Regions from separate parts of the Mus musculus genome. Here region 1 is linked to region 2. Evidence: chromatin contacts called from public Hi-C data. All regions are on one chromosome and are shown on one strand. Each heading gives the region's core, a stretch centred on a gene start, on an enhancer-like site or on the middle of the called end of the contact. The rest is flanking DNA. Distances are from core to core; before and after follow the strand shown. Region 1 holds the start of 4921513I03Rik (RIKEN cDNA 4921513I03 gene). Region 2 has its middle 19 kb from the start of Llph.

What was found. A called contact is a pair of places that touch in the nucleus more often than the background predicts.
Region 1: a Hi-C map of bone marrow-derived macrophages shows a contact between it and region 2, with 13 read pairs. The contact joins the promoter of 4921513I03Rik here to the enhancer-like site in region 2. A contact is called at or near these places in 14 of 39 promoter capture datasets (the 3T3-L1 cell line, the HPC-7 cell line, the SN4741 cell line and 9 more), 2 of 484 Hi-C or Micro-C datasets (the C2C12 cell line and bone marrow-derived macrophages), 4 of 115 datasets of contacts at active chromatin or transcription factors (bone marrow-derived macrophages, embryonic stem cells, extraembryonic endoderm stem cells and 1 more) and 1 of 9 other capture datasets (embryonic stem cells).

The regions. Positions count from the first base shown.
Region 1 is chr10:120,760,797-120,768,135 of GRCm38.p6, forward strand. 4921513I03Rik (RIKEN cDNA 4921513I03 gene) reads left to right here and starts at 4,936. Exons shown (of 3, transcript NR_038000.1): 1 at 4,936-5,042.
Region 2 is chr10:120,242,496-120,249,779 of GRCm38.p6, forward strand. No RefSeq gene overlaps it. Among named protein-coding and RNA genes, the nearest start is that of Llph, 19 kb to the left of the region's middle. Within about 2 kb of position 5,091, at least 39 of the 459 cell types and tissues checked have an H3K27ac peak or open chromatin away from gene starts, as enhancers often do. A contact at or near this core is called in the HPC-7 cell line and bone marrow-derived macrophages, where this site is marked.

The DNA.
Region 1 (7,339 bases), core at 3,686-6,185, 520 kb after region 2:
TCTCTGACTATCGCGCTACATTCCAGATCCTCTGCTGGTTATCGTCTTGAGTGATTTTGCCTGTTCAAGTGCTTTTCTCGAGTGAGCTCTGTGCAGTGTCTGGCTGCACAGGGTTCTCCCTGTCTCCAATCATTACCGTTTCTTCACTCTTTTCTTATTGTTCTGCCTACAACCAGCGTAGGACTGCTGACATCACTGCTCTGTTCTCACTTCGTGGGGTTGCCGTTTCTCACCAGCGCACATAATATTTTCTGTTTTCACTGACAGCTACTTCTGTGGAGGAAAAAGAGAATGTCTCTATCCTGCTGTTGCTAAGATTTTACCCTAGGGAAAAAAAAAATAAAAAAAATAAAAAAAAAAAAAAAAAAAAAAAAAAAAAAAAAAAGATTTTACCCTAGGGAAATGCTGAGTTTTTATCAAATGTAAGATACCATGAATGCACAACAATTTCATGACAAACATGGATAATTCAGAATAAAGTTCATTTTATAACTACGGCTTTTTATCCTTTTTCTGCATTTCCAAAATATCTATAAAGAAGTATGCTTTCTAGAGAAAATGAGCCTGACTCTCAACAAGGTGGGATTTCATTTTTATGGTCATGAGCTGTAAAAATTGAGAATGATTTTTGAGATAAAGTCAATAATAACAAAAAAATAGAAAGATACAACAAAAATTAACCCAAGATGTATGCTTAATTTCATGTTCTGTAGAAGGGAAGAAAATGTTAAATTTTTTTTAAATTATTACATCTATTCTTGTGCATGTGCATGTGTGTGTGTGTGTGTGTGTGTGTGTGTGTGTGTGTGCACATCATGGTGTATATAGAAGCCAGGGCACAACTTTGAGGGTCACTTCTTCTACCATGTGGGTTCTGGGGAGAAACACAGGTCATAAGGCGTATAGGCAATACCTTTACTTACTAAGCCGTTTTTGTGGCTCTGAAAGCATCTACTTTTAGAGATTTGTGGGTGTAGGCACCAGCCCCTACACCCCCCAGGTTCCCACTTGTATACACCTAATACAATTTCCTCATCCACTGTCCGTTCACAACACATATTGTTCCTTCTGGCTCCTAGCTTCGGAGGTCTGCACCAGACAGAAAGACACTTCATGGTTCCCTTCCATATCAAGAAATCATAACTACTTAAAACAAACAGTTATTGAAACGCCAGATCCAAATAGGATGGGATACTCAACAGCTTTGTCTTCATGCGAAGAAGTGGGAAATAGGTTGTTACAGAGCGAGGACCAATATTAGCTGGTGTCTGGAAATGTCAAAACGATTAACATGAACCAGGAAACTTCGTGTGAAGTCAGTGTGTAGATGGGGGTGGTGTGACTCCCAGATGTACCCATCATGATTAAGAAAACAATACTCGGGTATTACAACGTGCCCTCTTCTCAGCTGGCCTTACATCTTTTCCCAAGTCCTTAACTGCTTTCAGCATCCCTGTCTCTGTGGATTCGTGATGTGTTGCTAATGTTATTACATTGCCCGCCTCCACCCCAAACATCTCAGGCGCTGTACACTATGCACACACAGTCATGGAAAGGTCAAAAGCAGAATTTCTCAGTCAGAGGAACTGTAGGTAAGGCTCCCCTTCACAGTCTCAACTTGCACTTAAGAGACCGTGAACAGCAGCGGGGAGGGTACAGTCGAGGAAATAAGGAACTTCAGAGACAGAAAAGGGTGTTCTAGGGAAGAGACTAGCCTGTTTTCCTGACATGGTCAGCAGCGTGATTGGTAGAGCCCAGACCATAAGAGAACTAACTGTTTTAACTTTTCCAATCTGGGCTACAAAGATATGGTCTAGAGGAAGATCTTTAGATCGACTGAAGCCATAGCTTCTGAGAACGTGGTAGGGCCCAATCTTACCACACATGCTCCTACCATGAATATTCATCAATTCATTACATGTTGGGGGTCCCTCAGCTGACCATGTTGTTTAGAGTTTTAACTTCCAAAATGGTGAACTAAATAAGCTAGCTTGCCTTAATTATATTGTTGAAGTAATGAAAAAAAACAGACCAATACAAGGACTTACTTATTTCTATTTGTTAGCTTTTATGCAGTCAGTATATTGTCACTATGAGTTTATATACTCTACCTATTGTCACGATGATGTCGCCTACCCATCAACAAATATTAGAGACATTCAAAATTATTTCCCCCATGTCTCCGTACTCATTTAGTGTCAATTGGACTTAATGGAACCCTTTGAGGAGAGATAGATAAGATGATTTTACTTCACATGAGACAGCCCCTACCACCACCACCACCACCACCGTTGGCCCAAGTAGCGAGCTTCCAAATCCAATGATGACGTCATCCATAGGCGACGTGGACGCGTGCATCTGTTGCTATGGCAACCATTATAGTTCACCTGCCCGCCCTCATCTGCGTCAGAATTGCACAGCAGTGTGCATCAGTGTGTGAAAAGACAGAGCCCCCCCCCCCTATCTTTTCTCTTTCCTTATTCGTTGTCCCCATTTTGTCGTTTTCTCCACAATAAACCTCTCTCCCTTGGAACTGTGCTGGCCTGGTGTGAACTGTCCAGATGAGCCACGATTCTAAACACAACACCCCTATCTCAGTAAGCATGGTCCTTGGTGTTGAGAGATGGACTCTTGTCACAGATGTAGAAAGGAATGAAACAGTGAACGTCCAAGCCATCCTGTCTAAATCTGTCTTCTTTTTCAGTCCCAACAGAGACACGCTTAGCTTCCCGTTCAAGGGAAATGTTTGTTTCGAGTCCTAGAAGGTCCAGTTGTTTCTCTGTCAAGCTGGGACATCCCCAGCCTCCCATACTTATCTCTGTGACAGACAAGATTGAAATACGTGACTGGAGCTGCACAGGTAGATTGCTTTGTTCAAATTAACCAAATTCCGCAAACAGAAGTCAGGATCGAGGAGGAGAACGAGGTCAAGTCCACTGGGGGCCACGGAACCACACCGGCCTGGTGTGTAGATCTCACTCCCCTCTGCACCCTGCCTGTACGGCTCTGCCTTTCTTGTCTTAATGCCCAGCTGTTTCTCACTGGTTTGCTTTCTGAGGCCCCTCCAGCTGACGTAGGATAGTTCTGCTTCACTGAGTGACATCCGCAAATAGGCCACTATCTGTTACTCACTGTTTCTCTCAGATTTCCTTCTGCTGTAGACCATCCTCAGGATACCTATATCTCTCTGGCTGACAGCACACGCACACACACACACACACACACACACACACACACACACACACACACACACACTTTTGTCTTTGGCAGAGTGCTATAGCTGCCCAGGCCACACACTGGCCACTCTGGCAGTCAAGCTGCTAGACCTGACGGATGTCACATGGCCGCCCTGGGGCCTCTCCCGGATCTGTTCTCTACAAGAGAGATTTATTTCCCTGATGTTTTAGGACAGGAAAAGACTCGTTTCTTGGAGGCCTGCCAAGAAGGGGGTGATCCACCCAGGAAACAAACAAGACCCTTCCCCTCTCTCTCTCTCTCTGTCTTTCCTGCTTTCCTGTGTCAAGTACTCCCAGGGCAACTCCCCCTGAGTGGAAAGAAAGCTGTCAGGATGAAAGGACCCTGCTTATGATGAACAGCTGCTGGCTGGACCCATGCAGGAAGAACCAGCCTCAAGTTAACTCCTTGTTCCCAGCCAGCCAGGAACTGACTGCATCCAGACTTCTGAAGCCACAGCTCTGAATGAAGCAGCTTTTTATGAATGGAGAGCCATGCCAAAGGTCTTCAAAGCCCATGGGATCTCCTGAGCATATCTTCACTCCCCCCGGTCTTTCACAATAGACACCCTAACGTGTCCACCCCAGGAATCGAGAGGCTCAGACCTCTGGATCTACCACTCTTCCCTAGTTTTTTGGAAGACCTCAGCCTGTTGCTGTTCAGAGGCACAAATGGCACTGCCAGTGAGTGGAATAGCATCTGAAAGCTGCCTTAGTTTGCACAGTCAGTTCTATCAGAACAGGGAAAAGAAGGGCACATCCTAAAGACACGTTCTGTGTAGTCAGAAGTCCTGTAGACAGAAGGTCTATAAAGCTTCAGGTTCTGTTAAATTACTGCAGGAATCAATCTTAGCCATGCTTTCCAATGCAGCAAAATGTGATTATTTTTCCAAAGGGAAAAACGAGCCCCAGTTTGCAGTAGATGAACAATCAGGTGGGAAGAACTGGGCACAATTCTGCACCCAGGATCAGCCTCAAACCTTCCCTCAGCATCTGCTGAAGGCTCCAGCTCCATCCTATAATAGCGAACAGGATAAGAGTATCAGCTCACAGGAGAAACATATCTATACATTGATAGCTGTACATTAGTTGTAGGTACTACAAAAACTCAAAGACTATCGGAGAAAAACTTTAAAGAACAGTTTCCTTTGAGCTCATAGTTTAGTTATTTCAGTCCTATGGTCACCTGGTTCCCTTGTCTGTGAATTATAGTGATGCAGACTATGTGATGGTCTAACTCTGATCAACAACTTTATTGGATTAAGAAACCACCAAGGCATTAGTGAGTCACACCTTACCTCTGAACTTATCTGTGAGCCTTTTTCTAGAGAGGAATGACTAAGAGGGTAAGACCTTTCCTGAACATAGTAGAGACCTTCCCATGCACTGCGGACTTGGCTGGATAAAAAGAGGACTTGGCTGGATAAAAAAAACGGGAGAGGAGAAAGCCTCTGAGCTCCGTCATTCCCTCCTCTCCTTTTCCTGGTCCGCTGAGATGTGAATCAGCAGCCTCATGCTTCTGCTGCCACGCCTGCTAGCCACTCCCACTACCATGCCTGTGAGCCACGCCCACTGCTATGCCTGATAGCCACTCCCACTGCCATGCCTGATAGCCACTCCCATCGCGATGCTTTCATGATTGTGACAAACTATACTCGCAAACCATGATCCAAAAGAAAACCTCCTTCTCTCGCATTTGGTCACAGCTGCTGGAAAAACAATAGAGAACAATGTGGAGGAAAGCAGTCGGGGTGGAGCAGGGCTTCTGATCTCACTGCAGCTGGGTAACAGCATGTGAATTCGGGCAAGGTAAGCCATTCAAAGGTACCCTCCCAACCCGCCACTTCCAGTTAGGTCATACCTCCCAAAAACACACTCAATGATGAAGTCATCAGTAGAATGGTCTGTTGGTGTGGTTGGTATCCTTCTTATCCATCTACTTCTCAACAAAACTGCCAGACTCAAAACCTGAGACTTTGAGGGGCATTCGAGGGGCATATCACTCAGGGTTCTCTAGAGGAACAGATCCAATAGAACGTATATTACAGAGGTAATCCATTATGATGGCTTACAGGATAGGTGCACTCGTGCCTGCTGTGTGTGTGTGTGTGTGTGTGTGTGTGTGTGTGTGTGTGTGTGTGTGTCTGTGTGTGTGTGTGTCTGTGTGTATGTGCTGTTACCTGCAGAGGTCAGGAGGGGGCGCATATCTCTTGGAGCTGGAGTTAGGAGTGGTCGCACAGAACTCAGAACCTCCGGGGGAACAGCAAGTTCTCTGAACTGCTGAGGCATCTCTCAGGCCCTCTGCCAGAATCCTTTGAGTAGATCCGCCCTTCACTCTTCTCCAAGGTTTTAAATCTCTTCGTGAAAAAAAAAACAGAATCAGACAAACTTAAGTACCATCATCTCCTTACAACGAGCAAAGAATGTTATTTCAGGATAACTCTGTAGGTTCAGCAGGATGGAAATTCCCACTTTCCTCTAAACACCATAAAACAAATACAGGATCGGGAAGCCCCGCTCTTACTGTTCCCACGGGTTTCCCAGATAAGAGTCGTATCTGTCTTTTCCACTTCACTGGCCTTCGGTCTAGTTGGTTTGTTCTCAGAGTGAAAAGGATGGTGGTATTGTGTGGTACTGAGACGAGCTGCCGTTATTGGCAGCTGTCAATCTGCCACTGTGCTCCACCACTGCTCCACATTGGCTGAGATGGAGCCGGACTTCACGTGAGGTATGGCGGTTGTGTGAGTCATGGCCATCACATTAGGCAAGCCAGACTATGATCAATACTAGGATTTTATTTTCACTCTAAGAGCTTATATCTCGAAGACCAGAGCACACTGCACAAGAGTCTGACTAGCTCTGTCGGTTAGTCTTTATCGGGGCTGCTAACAGGAGGATGGGCGAGGGGTTACTCACAGGAGCAGGGTTGACTCAAAGGCAGGCACATCACAGAAAAGTGCACCCCATCATGGATGGCAGCTCACTGAGTGGTCTCATAGCTATCTGTAGGCAGCTTTAAAGGCCAAAGACTCAGCAGTTTGGCCATTCCAAGTCTCCTTTCCTTCCCAGTACATACTCCTTCTATGAAGACGGTGCAGGGTCTCCAAAAGTATTGCAAGCAACTTTTCCTCGGCATGTGACTTTACCTTCAGAGTCTCAGTAGCCTCTTCAGGAGGCAGGGAATGTTTCACTTCAGAGGAAGCTGCTGTACAACCATATTGGACATTATATTCATCTATTCATTTATTGGTAGACACTTAGGTTGCTTTGTGTCCTGGCTGTTGTGAATAATTCAGAGACGAACATGAGAGAGCCAATTTGTTAACATACAGACATGCACATGACACTAAGACCAAAGCTGATTCCCTTAGATTGCTAACTCAAAAGAGAAGGTAAGAAACCTTGCGGTACAGCAGTCTCTTACAAGGAAGAGATCTACCACCTATGGAAAGAAAAGTGAATATGGACTTACAATGCAAAACTTTTGATCTAATACTCTCCCAAGATGTAAGACATCTGGTAGACCCCACAGTCCTCCTTCACGTCATAGACCTTCACATGAAAGAAAGCTGTGGTCAGAACTGTTCGTTCTTTCACAAGCCCAAGGCATGAGTAACAAAAAGGAAGGCAGTTATAGTGTGTGTGTGTGTGTGTGTGTGTGTGTGTGTGTGTGCCTGTGTCTGTCTGTGTCTATCTGTCTGTATGTCTGTCTGTGTCTCTGTGTGAGGTCAAGCTGACAGCCTTTTAAAATACTTTTTTTCTTCTATTTAAGAAGTTTATTTTCATTTGGAAAATAGTTTTTCATTACAAAGAATTTTTAGGTAGAAATTTTATTCATTTGAAAGCAAAATAACAAAACTAATAAAATGGGGGAAAAAAATCACCCTAACTGCTTTAGTATTTTTCAGGTCTTAGTAGCTTTGTTTGCAGCCAGTGATGTTCCAACAAATCATAAAATGAAAATGTGTATCATCCATAATCTATCACATGCTGACTACATGTAGTCAGTGCTTGCTGTCATTTAAGTAAAATCCACATTGACTTCATGAGAATAATATGAAGAGCAAATTATTAAGTGAAAGCCTGTTTCATGTATGTAAATATTT
Region 2 (7,284 bases), core at 3,841-6,340:
CAAGTGTCAGGAAACGAGGGTTCAAATCCCAGCCCTGACACTACTAGTATGTGACCTCGGGTGAGTAGGTCAACTTCTTTGAGCCTGCTTCTCCAGCTTTAAAGTGGAAGTAGTGAAACAGAGCTTGATGTAGGAGGCTCTCGGGAGAGATGTAAGAAATGTTTTTAATCTGTAGAGTGCCGTGTGGGGGGTGTACTGTGATTGAGACTTCTCTCGAGGGTAGTGTGTGTGGTAGTTATTAGGGCTGTCCACCAAATATTTCTGAATCCTTTCATGCTAGTGCTTGAATTTTACATCCCCACCCTGTTCCTTTGGCTGTGGCCCCGTAACTGGCTTTGACAAGTGTAATATGAGCGGAAATAGCATGAGTCCTACAGGGCAGAATCTTCCTGGAACCCAGCCTCTTGCCTAGCCTCTGCTCATGGAGAAGGGAAAAGCTACAGACGGCTGTTGCTCTTGAACTTAGGACCTAGAGACACAATATCCACAGCAAGAGAGGTTCCCCCCACCAACCGTGTTCCTTGAGAAAGAATTAGAGCTTAGTTATATCTGAGATATGGGCTTGACTCTTGCTAAACTCTAGCCTGACAGTTTCGTGGCATTCAGTGGTTTTAGACTTCTGTACACTCTGGGATATGTACATATGAGAAGAGAAGGGACTTTCCCCAACAAATCACTTCCAGGACAGACCAGATGTCACTGTACTGGTGCCCAGCACTGATCTAAGCTGACTGGCTTGTCTGTCTCACCAGGATGTTCCTGACACAAATTACCCACAGGAGGGAAGGGCTGCATCGCACCCTACTGAGAAAGGGCAGGCATTTTCTTTCACTAGGAGGGACCTGGGTCACTGGGCTGTCCCTTTCCAAGGCACTGCCATGGCTTCAGTGCTTGTTTCTAGCCTGCCTCACCCACTCCCTTTTCTTCTCATAAATAGTCTTCTGCTTTAGGTCAACCTGCTCTATCCACACTAGGTCAACTCTTAGACTGCAGACTCCATAGCTAGTACTATAGAGTAGTGGCTACTTCATCTCTTCTTCCTGAGAAGGTATACACACACACACACACAAACATACACATACACACACATGAACATACACTCATATACATGCATACACAAACATATAAACATACACATATATATGTGCACACACACATATATACACACATTAAACCACATATAGACATACACACATATACACACATATAGACTTATATATGCAAGCACATTGCATATATACACATAAACACACATATACACATATATAGCTATACACTTATACATGCATGCATACTTACATAAATATCACACGTATATACATATACATATGTATTTGAGTTAAAATGTTTCTAATGAACTTTCTCACTTAAGGTTACAGCTGGTGGCATTAGGTGTGTACCATGTTGTTGTCTTAGTTAGGGTTTTACTGCTGTGAACAGACACCATGACCAAGGCAACTCTTATAAGGACAACATTTAATTGGGGCTGGCTTACAGGTTCAGAGGTTCAGTCCAATATCATCGAAGCAGGAACATGGCAGCATCTAGGCAGACATGGTTCAGGAGCTGAGAGTTCTACATCTTCATCTAAAGGCTGCTAGAAGAATACTGACTTCCGGGCAGCTAGGATGAGGGTCTTAAGGCCCACACCCACAGTGACACGCCTACTCCAACAAGGTTTCACCTACTCCAACAAGGCCACACCCACTCCAACAAAGCCACACCTCCAAATAGTGCCACTCCCTGAGTCAAGCATATTCAACCCACCACAGTTATAGAGCCATCACCGCTGTGGATTTCCACAGCCTTTTCTTCCTCTGAAAGAGAAACTGAACTCATTAACACTCCATCCCCCTTCACTCCCCACCCCTTCTCTTGCCTGTCACCTACTTACTCTCTCTGAATCTGCTTATCAGAGGGTAAGTGTCCTGTGTGCCTGCGCCTGCCTTCTCTCACTTAGCACATGCTTCAAAAAATCCATCCTCCTACTGGTAGCAGGGAAGGACATCATTGCTTCTCAACACCAAATGTTACACCAAACACCAAACTCCCCTGCGTGTGTCCACGACGGTTGCTTTGTCCCTCTGTCAGTTGATGGGTGCTTTGATTGTTCCCCCAAGCGTATCTTGAGAAGCCTTGTGTCGGCTAATCTGAGGGCCCCAAAATTCTCCCAATGTCTACCCCTCGTCAGCTTCAAAGTCATTTGCTGAGTGATGAACGGTGGGAGGGAACAGGGGTCCCGAGACACAAAGCGTGCGTTCCCAGACTCTCTGGGTGTGGTTCAGATCCTTGTGGGTGCTTTAAAAATTATTCTTGGTAAATTATTGCAGTGCCATAGACTTCAGATGTTTGAGTAGCTGATTTCAACTGCTACATATTGGGGTTGCATGTGGAAGGTAGGTGATACAATGTGTTCAAAGACACCGGGTGCCATTCGTATGCCATCTCTTTTGCTATTTGATGGCTTAGCTTCTGGATGTTTGAAAGGTGGCATATTTGACGTCTTTGGCAGTAAATTTTCATTTTCCTCAAAAAGGGTGGCATTGTGTGATTCGGTATATCTTACATCAGAACCAGAGAAAGAATGCACATGTTTAAAGAACTCGGTGCATATCTGTCACTCCTTATGCCATTCTCTGCCTCTTCCAACACCAGCCAACAAAATAGGATCATACCCGCGCTTTCGCTTAGGACCTTACAAATTGGCTAGTCTATTGCTTCCAGCTTTGCAACCTGCCTGCTCTTTTTAAAATATATTTGATACTAGAATATTTGAAATAGTATCTCCCTTAAAACCATGGAGATCGTAATTATGCCTGCTCACTGCTGATATAAGTTATAACACATATGTATCAATTTATATCAACTGTTGATGTTTAAGAACACTCTCCAGGGGCAGAGTATGAAGTTTTATTCTCTCAGTACCCTCTCTCCATATGCCTGTTCTAGTTGGCATCTTGTGTTTAAGGTTCAACACATTTTCATGTGTGCTTATTGTAGTATCTTAATTCCCGGAGATTTACAAAGCACACATGCAACCTTAACGCTGCCCTTCAATCTCACGAGTTTGTTTTATAACCTCGATAGTTATTTCTAGTTGCAATTCTGTTTCCTTTCTAAATGTGTTAATAAAATGCTTGCATTCGAGTTGGCTGGGCTCCAGAACCGGATCCGATCCCACTTCAAGGGAGCGGTAAAGCCTGGGACACTACAGGACTTGGAGCTCTTCGGATGCAGCCTTACCTCTCAAGTGAGGAAACTCATGGTTCCTTATAGAGTTAAATTAAGGTCAGACCTGGTTTCCGACACGAAGTTCAGATGTATTGGCAGGTCCCCATGCTTGCATTTATTATACTGTAATTTGGGGCTTAAAGAGCTATATGCAGTCCATCCCCAACATCTGGATAGTGTTTATAACGATCACATTTGATCCTAATGTAATTTTGTTGGGGAATTCACTAGAATTCCTCTGTTGGCTACATTACAACTAGACATGAGATCTGCTAAAATATTACCAAAAGTGAATGAATATCCACAGAGACTCCAAAACATAGCTCCATTTCAACCTTCCTATCTTTCCCCAGCCTCTGGCTGCTAACCCATCATCTCATCTCTCTGGGCCTTCTTGCCTCCATTGATAAAATGAGAGCGACCCCTTCAGCAGCGGCCAATGTTTGTCCAGGGTTGTTGTTGTTGTTTGTTTGTTTGTTTTTTCCTTAAAGAGCAGAGGAGGCAAAAAAACAAAACAAAACAAAACAAAACAAAAACAAAAACAAAAAAACAAAAAACAGCCACCTTTCAAAGGTAGTGACAGCGCATGCGCAGCCACAAGGGGACCATCACAGACCTTGCTGATGGGGGTTGGCATGAGCTTGATGGAGATTTTTCTCCCCTTCATTTTCATTTTGATTTAGGCGCTATTCCTTGGGGTCAGGAAGAAGTTATTTGGGAAGTCGAGCCAAAGGATTGGGTTTAAACCGCCTGCCCCATCAATGGAAGCCTCAGATGAATCAAGTCTAACCTTCTAAGGGCTGTAAAGGGAGCCTTTAATTATATGAGATTGGCAAGGGGGACCTTTGGGACGCTCAGCGAGGCAGCAGCAGGACCTCCCAGCCCTGCCCGCAGCGGGGAGATTATTAGCATATTTTATGTACCCTTCCCATGAAATAATCTTAACATTCAAAAAGAGACAGATGGGAAGAAAGAAAGACAGATAGGAAGGACAGAGACTCTAACGGTCTTTAGAGAGGGGAAATTATTTCATTAAAAGTAAAGAGCATATGCTCTTCTGATGCATAGCATGTGCAAGCCTATGCAAATTAGCAAATAGCGGTGCACTCTGAGTAATTTTCATTTCCTTCCCAGCCTGTGACGAGGAATATTCCTTTTAATCAGATTAGATGACATCCTCCTCAAACTTGTGGGGGTTTCAACTTAATTTACCATGCTAAGTAGTTAGGATAATTTGAAATAAAGCAATCAGTGGGCTGAAAAGAATGAAGCCAAACCTTATTTCTGTCTTTATGATGAGGGGCTTCCTGGCTGCCTGAGCCCCACAGGGCTTCTCTCTTGTCCTCTCCTCTCCCTGAACCCCCAGTACCCCAACCTCAGCTGCGTCTCCAATGACCAGTTGCCTTCTTTGATGGCACCTACTTGAATCTGTTTCCCATCGTTGGAGCTTGTCTGAAATGCTGCATTCCACCAGGCCTGCCCGAGACCTTTGGAATTTATGGCCCTGCCTCCAGAAGTGATGGAAAGTTGAATTCACACTCCTTAAAAACCATTTCCCCCAGAGAGGGTCCTACACTGCTGAAGGGATCTTTGCCGTGGCCTGCAGGGACCTCCAGATACAACAGCAACATTCCTTCTCGAGACCTGGATGCAACAGGCGTTTGCAGGAAGGCAACAGCAGGAGAGACCTACCTGAAGGACTCAGCCGTTTATCAGTGATGTGCAGACAGGAGCAGTGTCAGCCTTTGGAAGGACCCAGAAGTCTGTTTGGAGGCATTTCTCACAGTCCTGTAGGCCACGGTCCCTTCTCCCCACAACCCCCTAATTCTCTATTGTCTTGAAGTCAGCAGGGAGTCTGGGCGGTAATACCTGTAAATGCCCCACAGATGGCAGTAAAGGGTCTTGAGGAAGCAATTACTAAAACTGCATCAAGTTTCAGTTTGGACTAGAAGCAGCTAGTTGGCTTCTTCTTTCACAGCCCTCTGTTTTATGGGTGGTAGGGGGAAGGGGAAGGTTTTAATTGCTTAAACTAATTCCCTACAAAGTATTAGCAGATGAGATGTAAATATCAGCCATATTTAAACTGCTAGGGATGCCCTAGCCACCAAGACATAGAAGAGGGAAATTTAACGGTGCACTTTCAAGTATTAAAGCAGAATTCACTTTCTTCCTCTTTTTTCTCTTCCCCCCCCCCCTTCTTCTTCTTCTTCTTCTTCTTCTTCTTCTTCTTCTTCTTCTTCTTCTTCTTCTTCTTCTTCTTCTTCTTCTTCTTCTTCTTCTTCTTCTTCTTCTTCTCCCTCTCCTCCTCCTCCTTCCTCCTTCTCCTCCTCTCCCCTTCCCTGTCTTCTTCCTCCTCCTCCTCTTTCTCCTTCCTCCTTCTCCTCTTCCTTCTCCTCCCCTTCTCCTCTTCCCCCTCTTCCCCCTCCTCCTTCTCTTCCTCCTGACACCGCCATACAGGGTTTGCAGTGGGTTCTGGTTACCAAAGCTCAGGTCCTCTTGCTTCCAATCTTGACACTTTACCTGCTGAGATAGTTCCTTTCTATTTAACATGCAAAAGTACACATGATGAACTCAGATACATATGACGTTTCTCTCCTTCCATACCAAACCCTGACCACTTTCTCATATACGATCAACTACAGGTTCTTGAATGTTCTTTTATAAATAGTTTGGACTTTTATAAATGAGTTCTTTTTTTTTCCCCCCCTTCCAATTGGAAGTGGTTGACAATGGTTCCTTGTTTGTTTGTTTGTTTTGAAGAGTTGTTTTTTATGTGTGTTGGTGTTTTTCCTGCACGGGTGTCTGTGTAGTCCAAGAATCAAATGCCTGCAGAGGCCAGAAGAGGGCATCAGAATCGCTGGATCTGGAGTTACGGGTGGTTGCGTGCACAGTGTGGGTGCTGGGAATTGAATCTGGGTCTCTGCAAGAGGAGGCAGTGGGCTGACATCCTGAGTCAGCTCTCTCCCCCCCCCCCCCCATAATGTTTCTTAAACTGAAGTAAGTAACTGCAGCCGCCTCAGACCTGGGAATACTTGCTATGGAACACACCATGGCTTTATTTAATTGAAATCAAGTGGTTTAACTTAAATGTAGGTGAGTGAGACCAACCTTACAGAGATTATCTCTAAGTGTAGCCAGCTTTCAAAAAAAAAACTTCTTTATAAACAAACGCCCCACACCTGGATCAACATATGGCCTCCCAGAGAGACTTAATTATCAGGTACAATTTTCAAAAATTTTGTTTTGTTCTTTAAAAATAGTCACTGTCACTTCCAATATATGTCTCCCAGCTGCCCCACCACCACACACACATTAAACTAAAACCGAAGGTTACAAAAGACAGATACCAGAATCTGAGGATATTCAAGAGAAGTTAAATAGTGCACAATGAAGCAGCCTGTGTAGCCTTGTCCACACCTCAGTCAGACTTCCTTCAGGTAGTGAGATGGGCCAAGAGGAACCGTTCCAGCAGGACTAGGAAAATAATTGAGAAGAGAAAAGGAAAGGTTGACAGAGAATGGGTTCTAGCACCTCCGTAGGGAAATTTTGCTCCAGTCCGGCCAACTTCAAGTTCTTTGGATTTAAAAAATATATATCACGTATCCCTGGTGTGAGTAGTTGTGTGTCTTCTCTGTTGATGCCTTGTTAAGATGCATTACAATTCTCAAAAATACTTCCAGAGTTGTACAAAATATGGAGCTTATATTCTACCACATTGGGGAACTATTCTGTGCTTTTGTAGATGCTGCGGTATGAGAGGAAGGACTGGGGGGGTCGGAGAGGGGGGACAAAGGGCAAAGAAATAAGAGAGGCACAGAGAGAAACACAAACTCTTCCCTGGATTCCCAGATACCTGTGGCACCCAGCCCTGTCTGGGAACTTCCACAATGTCCATGAGTTATTCGTGGTGATCACGCTTTCAAATAGTCTACATATTCTCATTGTATTTTCTCATCATACGCCATCTATTCAAATAAGAAATGTGTTGGATACCTGTAGACTGTATAGAACACCTGTACCTTTTTTGAGGATGGTGATTTTTATCCCTACATT